Linked DNA regions of Hordeum vulgare: region 1 is linked to region 2. A link is a contact called in public Hi-C data. All regions are on one chromosome and are shown on one strand. Each heading gives the region's core, a stretch centred on a gene start, on an enhancer-like site or on the middle of the called end of the contact. The rest is flanking DNA. Distances are from core to core; before and after follow the strand shown.

Region 1 (3,751 bases), core at 1,147-3,646, 650 kb after region 2:
TGGTGGGACAAAGAGATGCCAAGAAGAGGCCATGACGTTAACACTCGAGAAGACATAGATTCTATGGCACTATTGGCACCTGGCACGCATCCACATTGAAGAACGTATGCATGCGGGAGGATGGAAGAAAGCAGTTCTATAATCAACATTATTTAGTTTGATGAAAACTGGGTTCTGCTGTGGAAACTAGGTTTCTTGTGTCTTTTCATTCTTTCGGTCTGGCGTGGCAATGGGCCGACACACCTACTTCCAGAAATACTGACTAGATTATGTTCCCTACATCAAAAGGTGAAATCGATTTATTGTCAATGCCAAAAAAGCTGAAAATTAGTAGATTGACAGGGTAACACCCCTATACAGCTATGCGTCCCTGCAAAGCTGAAAAAAAGGCATATCCCTACAACATGCAGCCACCCCGTGCCTAACATGTGGGTCAAGAGGCATATAATGGTTTACAATATTTTGTAAGGCATAATACGAGGATTGTACAGCCTTATTTGACCTTCATTCTGAAAACAAGATAATGCTGCCAACTCCAATATTTAGTAGTTTACAGGAGGAATGAAGCGAATGAACTCAAGGCAGCAATTATCACAATTAGTTTTGCTCTTCAAAAACACTCTTGCAGTTGTAGGTATTGCAAAGTATTCATGCAGAAAAGTTAACTGACCCTGATAAACAGAAACTAGCATATGCACAAAAAAGTGATGCCCTAATGCACAATGCAACAGAATATGAAACCAGACGAGTAACCTCAGATGCTTCAGGTGCAAAGCTCATCGATTTCTGCAATAAGAATCACAATTGTACATCGTGTTAGTGCACTCACATATATGTACTCAATGAGAAATGGTATTGTAGAAGATTTGGTATAGCAGGCTGCAACATGTAAATCACAGAACAAGTTTAATTAAGGTTCATGCACTGCAAGCGAACTGGAGTTATGCAACTTTGCAAATAATATATGTAAAATTTTCAACTGCTGATTTTTGCGAGCAAAACTTGATGCATTTGATAAATGACTCACACCACACAACATGTGAGTTATTATCCTGAGATGATTCTCATGCCCTGGACTTCCCGTAAAGGTTCCATTATTTACACATATTCTAACATGGAACCCCAAAAATTGCATGGGCTCAAGGCACCAACAGAGAGCATCTTCATTAACTTCTGGCATGCAGTTTTCTTACAAAGTAGCCTTAGATTATTTTGACTAGTAAGTAGATGATTTATTTTTCTTGCCAGGAAGTAGATGGTATTTGAATTCATTGTGTCCAGATTAACTAATACCAGGCAAGGAACGGAACTAAATTAAAGTCACCCCCTAGCTATATTATCCTTACACACTCAAACCTCTTGCGATTTTTACACCTCACATTTTAAGCCTACGAGCACAGCAATGAACAAAAACAACCAATTTCATTTTCATATCAGCCAATCTAGAGGATGAATTGTCGACAACTCAACTCAAACATGACGGATCGCAACGCTCAATGCTTCCCCTCTAAATCATGAACATACAACTTGATCAAAGCAGAACACAAAATTTGCTCGATTTCCTCAACATCAAGCTAAATTTTCAGAATCGAATTGCCCCAACAACAATTCAGAATTGAAAAAGTCCAGAGTAAGATCGAACATATGTGCACGGTCTACTATTAGTGACCCAACTCAATTTGATGAACTTGACCCAAGAATAGCTAGCGTCCGGTCCTTCAATTGGTGAGGCTGCAGTTTATTTACTTGTGAAGGCAACCCAAACGGGGAGGCTGCAGTTTATTTATTCACTCGTGCACGAACGACGGGGGAATTGGTGAGGGTTTGGGAGCTTACCAGGCTGAGCTTGACCTTGTGGAGCACGTCGCTGGCCTGGTCCTGGCGCTTCCGGTCGAGGTCCCTGAGGCGCGCCTTGACGGCCCGTATGGGCTCCCACTCGGCGGCGTCCTCGTCCTCCCACCTCCAGCCAGTCTTGGCCCCCCACCCCCTCCCGACCTCGGCCTCGAACGCCTTTCCTATCGCCGAGAGGTCGAGGCGAGTCTTCCCGATCCCCGAGGCGGAGCCGGAGGAGGAGGTGGTGTTGTAGGCCTTGCGGAGGCGCGCGAAGAGGTCGGGCTCCGGGACCGGCGCGCTGAGGAAGGTCTCGAGCTCCCCGGCCCGCGCGCGGATGAGGCGCAGGTCCTCCCGCAGGCTCCGGGAGAGGAAGGAGAGCGCCCCCTCCCCCGCCGCGGCGGGGCGCGTGTCGACGCCGAAGCTAGCCATATGGCTCTGCTGCGTCCGGGCTCTAGGGTTTTGGTGCCGGTGGTGGTGGTGGTGGCGGTCTGGCGGAGGCGGTGGTGTGAGGTGGGGCGGAAGGATGGGGGGGAGGGGAGAAGGAAGGGGAGGAGGAGATTTCGCGTGGCCCGGCGGCGTGGACCCGGTCTAGTGGAGGAGTGGCAACGCAAGTGCAGACGAGGTTGCGCGGCTACGCTTGTGCCATCTGCGGGGCGGGAAGCCGACCGCTCAGATCGACCTGGCAGGAGATCCACGGTGCTGAATTTTCCAACCTCTTTTCTCCTAATTACCACGTCGGCGCACGTACAAGTGTACAGCCGAACCGTACTTGTACTTGGTGCGCCTGTTTATTTTTTTATCATTTTTGAACATCATACCAACGCCCATACACACTTAGTTTTATTAGCACAAAGATATGGAATTGCCTCCAACTTAGATTGTTAAGAATCTCCATATCTCCCCACCCTAAATATGTACATGAAATCACCAAATTATGTAGTACTTATTTCTTTCCTATGTACTCCCTCCATAAAGTAATGTCTAGTGGTCTAAAAAGTCTCACACAATACTTTCTCTACCCGTAAATACTTGTCGGAGAAATGAAGATAAGTAAGAAACATATCGAACACAGTTCATTACTGAACCGGGAAAAACAAGAAGGAAAAAAACAGACTGAATTATGCAGTTCTTGCAATGTAATTCGACTTCAGTTTGAAAATAAAATACTACGTACAGGACTTGTCCACAACCAGCAAAAGAAAGACACGCAAGCACACAAACGCCGGATGCATGCGGCATTGCGGTGCAAAAACCAGATAAACACGAAGAGAGACCAAGGGTGAAAGCAACGCTAACCGTAGCTTGGCACGGCAGCACTCCAGCTCCAGTCGGCAAACCGAAAGCAACGGCCGTGCTCTTCTTGGCAGACAGACGTCGAGCAAACGGCACCTGCGACAAAAGGGATCGGAATCCATCGGGTACATTCCGCGGATCAGGAGAACTCCATGACGGGTGAGTTCACGGTCAGTATTTCCTCCGAGGATGCAGCTGGAAGGCCCTCCTTGCCTTGCCTTGGGCCTTGGCTGCCAGCCACCGGTTGCCCGTTCATCCATCGTCTGTCGGCACCGGTGTAGCAAGTGTCTGGCACAGGGAAGAGCTGCTCCGACAGCCACAAGATGCTCGTGGCTGGACGTGAAAAATGCAGTGACACTTCCCATTTCTCCTGCTAGTTTCCCAACCAGGTTGCACTTGTTCTGTCTCTTGCTACCAGCAATGCCCGGCTCGGCACTCCGTCGCGCCCATGTGTCGCATGCGAGATGGACGTTTTGCGTGCGTCAACGCGAGGGTTACATCGGCTCGGTAAACTGAAGCCGTAGCATGAGGCACAGTTTCCACCGTGAGAGAATGCCAGAACTCTGAAGCTCCATTTCTTAGATTCATCGTCTCCATCTGCCTGTCGGCACCGGTGTAGCAAGTG
Region 2 (3,777 bases), core at 535-3,034:
AGGAAAGGAACAGAGAAGCAGAGGTCACACATGGAGGTATGCAATTAAAATTCTGACCTATACACACGCGGCTTCCAAAAGCCAGAGAAAAGAAGATGATAGAGAGAGAGAAGATCGAACCTAGATAGAAGTAGACCCTATAGACAAGGACGTGGACATTTCCTAGTTCTTCTGACACATGCATCCAGGCTTGTGTCAGAGTGTGTGCAGTCCATCTACCTGAGCATGCACACAACACACAGAGACGCACCAATTGCTATCCATAATTCCATACATATACCCCTCTCTCTTTCTCTCTCCATATCTACCTCAATTCTTGTGCCCAGCTGTGCTGTGCCCTACACCTTTCTTTGCTAATAATACGCCACATATCTCTATCCACCCGTCCACCGATCAGTTCGACCACGGTCCTAGTACTCCTCGTTCGCCAATACTTGTCACTCCATACGTTTCTTTCTCACTCACAGATAATATGACTGCTCATTCGCTAATAGTACTTGTCACTCATGGATAATTCAACATGTCAAATACACATGTCTATTTTTTTTTTCAAGAAGAGGGGGAAGTCATTAGGCGATACATGCCTTAGGGTTCCGTGATTCTCGATTGATAACAAGAGGTTGCGTATGATCTAAAGAAAAAAGAAGAGGCTGCATATGTTGCAACTAACAAAAAACATTTCAATAAAAATGTCAATTCTTTGAGTGTTCCTAATTGACACCGTAATATGGTTCCCAAATTAGGCAATTGCTTTCTTTTATGGAAAAGGCAGCGAACTTCAACATCAAATGCCCTGAACCTTGAGGAGGAATTCCTAACGATGCAGCAACGGTGACCGAGTCGAGGGACGAGACCTCATTACAGTGGTTAGGGTAGCAAGGTGAAGCTAGTGGTGGCACGGCAAAAGTGATGGAGAAGCAGAAGAAGGAGGGATTGCCGAAGGAGTTAAGAGTTAGGATCGACGATTCAGCAGGTGCGAAGAGGGTACAAGCCAGCAACGTGACACCGTTGATTGTGGAGAACTGCAGCCAAGGAAGGAGGCATTACTAGAGAGATTCACCAGGGTCGGAGGGACTTTAGATGGAAGGCCTGATCTGGCAGCGACGATAACCACTAGACATGATGAGCTGGAGCGAGATGAAAGCGATGGGATTGACGGAAGCGAGGTCAAATTGAGGAGGTTGTGTCTACCGCTTGGGGAAGAAGAACAGTGGGTCAATGGTTCACAAAATCGATTGCGAATTTGCAATTCCAAAATATTAAAGGTCGCAACTATCATACATGGTCTATTTAATTTTGTTCATGATGAATACATGGTCGGTAATTACGTAAAAGTACATATAGAAGTCTAATACTCCCTCCCCCGAAAATAACCGTCTCAACTTTGTAATATTTATAGTACAAAGTTATACTAAGTTTAAGATACTTATTTTAGACGGAGGGAGTATGAACATTGGATGGTACAACTCAATAACTCGTGCTTGTACAACACATACCACGAGACTAGTCCTTTGTGATGGGTCATGGTTGCTGAAACTGGACACCCAAGGCCAGGATGGTACAGATGAGTTCCACACCTAGAATGCATGCTAGCTAGCTCTTGATGAGAGAGAAATAAAAGGAGGAGGGAGAAAATCTTGTAGGTAGCTAGAGAGGAGATCTAGAGAAGAGAAAAAAAAGAGAGAGTGGTGGGGGGAAAGCTGCGCGTGGGGGCTGTGCTGTGAGGATAATGGGAGTGGGAGGTGGGTGTCCCTCCTCCACTGCCTGGCCCCTCTCATTTCTCTTTCTCTCTCTTAAAGACTTAACCAATCGGTCTTTCTCTCTATCTATCCATCCATCTCTGCTTTTCCCTTTCAGCTGGAGGAGATCTTGAGAGGAAAGATATATAGCCCAGTGTCTTCTCTGTAGAGAGCAAAAGGGAAAGGAGCTCGCAGCAGGTACTTAAGCACTGACATGAGTGATCTCATGGTCCTGAGATACCCTCCTCCTCCTCCTTCTTCCTCTTCTTGTTCCTCTTTCCTCTCTCCTCCCGCCTCTCTCTAGGATCTTCGCCTCTCATGCTCTTTTAGAGAGGGAGAGGGAGGGGAGAGAGATTTGTTATATGCAAAGCTATAGGCACGTGTGCATGCAGGCAGAGCTGCATCGATTCTTGAGGTAAGCTCATGATGTGTGCCGGTTGCGTTGACATCTGCATGCATCAGGTTTCTTTGTTAAATCACTTGATGAAGATGGGTACCTTCTCTTTTTCCTTATTTTTTATATTTTGCTGATACTGATGCCTATTCCACACACACAAACATCTCTCTCATCCTCTCTTCTTCCAGAGCTTTTGAGCTTAAGCTAGCTAGAGTATTGGAGTTCTTCCATGCATACATGGCATGCAGCTTACTTCTCTTTCCCCTTTCCTCCCCCCCCCCCCCCCCCCCCCCGTCTCTCTTTTCTCTATCTGCATGGCTCATGGATCCGATTTATTTTACATGGCAAATCATCCGAGAAATTACTGCTCGGTGATCTTTTCCCCTTCTTGTTATATATACGAATGTCCTTAACTTCTTGGCACTTGTTTTTGACAGGTCAAAGCCACAGCAAGCTCCACGGAAGGAGATATATAATTGAAGAGAGAGATAAAGGGATTTATCTCAAGGAGAACTTCAGTTAGTGTACAAGTGCACATATATACGTACATAGCCAAGAGATATTGCCGTCGATCGGTCTACATAGGTGCCGGCGATCACGATGGCAGCGTACTACCACGGCGGCACCGGCACGGACATCCACCAGGCCGGCAGCGACGGCCTGCAAACACTGTACCTCATGAACCCGAGCTACGGCACCGGTGGCTACGGGGACGCCGCGCCCTCCGGGGCCAACATGATGCTCCTCAACTCGTCGGTGAGCTCCATGACCCCTGCCTCCTTCGGCGGCCACCAGGCGTCGCCGCCGCCGCCGCCAGGGCAGCACTTCGTCGGCATCCCTCTTCAAGCGCCCCCCTCGGGCTACAACCTGTGGACCCCGACCACAACCGGCATCGCCGACGTCATGTCGCCGCCGACGCAGCAGGCGCATGGCGTGAGCGCCGTGCTCAGCCTGTCGTCCCGCGAGACGCCGCCGGTCACGGTGGCCTCCATCGCCGGCGACGAAGGGAGGTACCAGCTTGGGGCGACGACCGCGGCGTCGCAGGGGCAGGTGGTGATGAACTCCAAGTACCTCAGGGCGGCGCAGGAGCTGCTCGACGAGGTGGTGAGCGTGAGCAAGGGCGTGGACGACGTGGACGCCAAGGCGAAGAGCTCCGCCTTGGTCAAGAAGAAGGAGGATTCGGAAGGCCTTTCCGGCGGCGGTGGGGAGGACGGCGCCAGCGGGGCCAAGGAAGGCGCGCCCGCGCCCGAGATGTCGACGGCGGAGCGGCAGGAGCTGCAGATGAAGAAAGGCAAGCTGGTTAACATGCTTGACGAGGTCAGTAGTTAACCTAAGTCCACTTTAACGAATTATCACTAGTACTTTTGATTCTAACTTTTAATGTTAAGAAATGTATTTTTACAATGATTTCGTAGAGAATTAATATCTCCATTTTTTCCAGACAATATTTCCAATTACCGCTTAGCTAGGAATTGTTATTTTTTCAACATTGATCTCTGAATATGGCAGTGTTAGATTGAAGATGTTTCTGATATGTCCTTGCATCTACAAGTTTAGGAAGTGTTATCGAAAGTATATGGGTCATTTGCTTTTCAGCTATGTTTGTTTTGTTGCTTCTTTTTCTGAGGTGAGTGACACACA

What was found. Hi-C and Micro-C count contacts between places; a contact is called where the count stands out from the background.
Region 1: a contact with region 2 is called in a Hi-C map of seedling, with 4 times the contacts expected there. The contact joins the promoter of LOC123448017 here to the promoter of LOC123448015 in region 2. A contact is called at or near these places in 3 of 6 Hi-C or Micro-C datasets (leaf and seedling) and 1 of 1 datasets of contacts at active chromatin or transcription factors (embryo).

Annotation. Positions count from the first base shown.
Region 1 is chr4H:98,961,957-98,965,707 of MorexV3_pseudomolecules_assembly, forward strand. LOC123448017 (digalactosyldiacylglycerol synthase 1, chloroplastic-like) reads right to left here and starts at 2,397. Exons shown (of 8, transcript XM_045124777.1): 1 at 1,837-2,397; 2 at 754-786. The coding sequence starts at 2,262.
Region 2 is chr4H:98,311,805-98,315,581 of MorexV3_pseudomolecules_assembly, forward strand. It overlaps LOC123448015 (BEL1-like homeodomain protein 1), which reads left to right and starts at 1,785. Exons shown (of 5, transcript XM_045124772.1): 1 at 1,785-1,937; 2 at 2,574-3,453. The coding sequence starts at 2,737.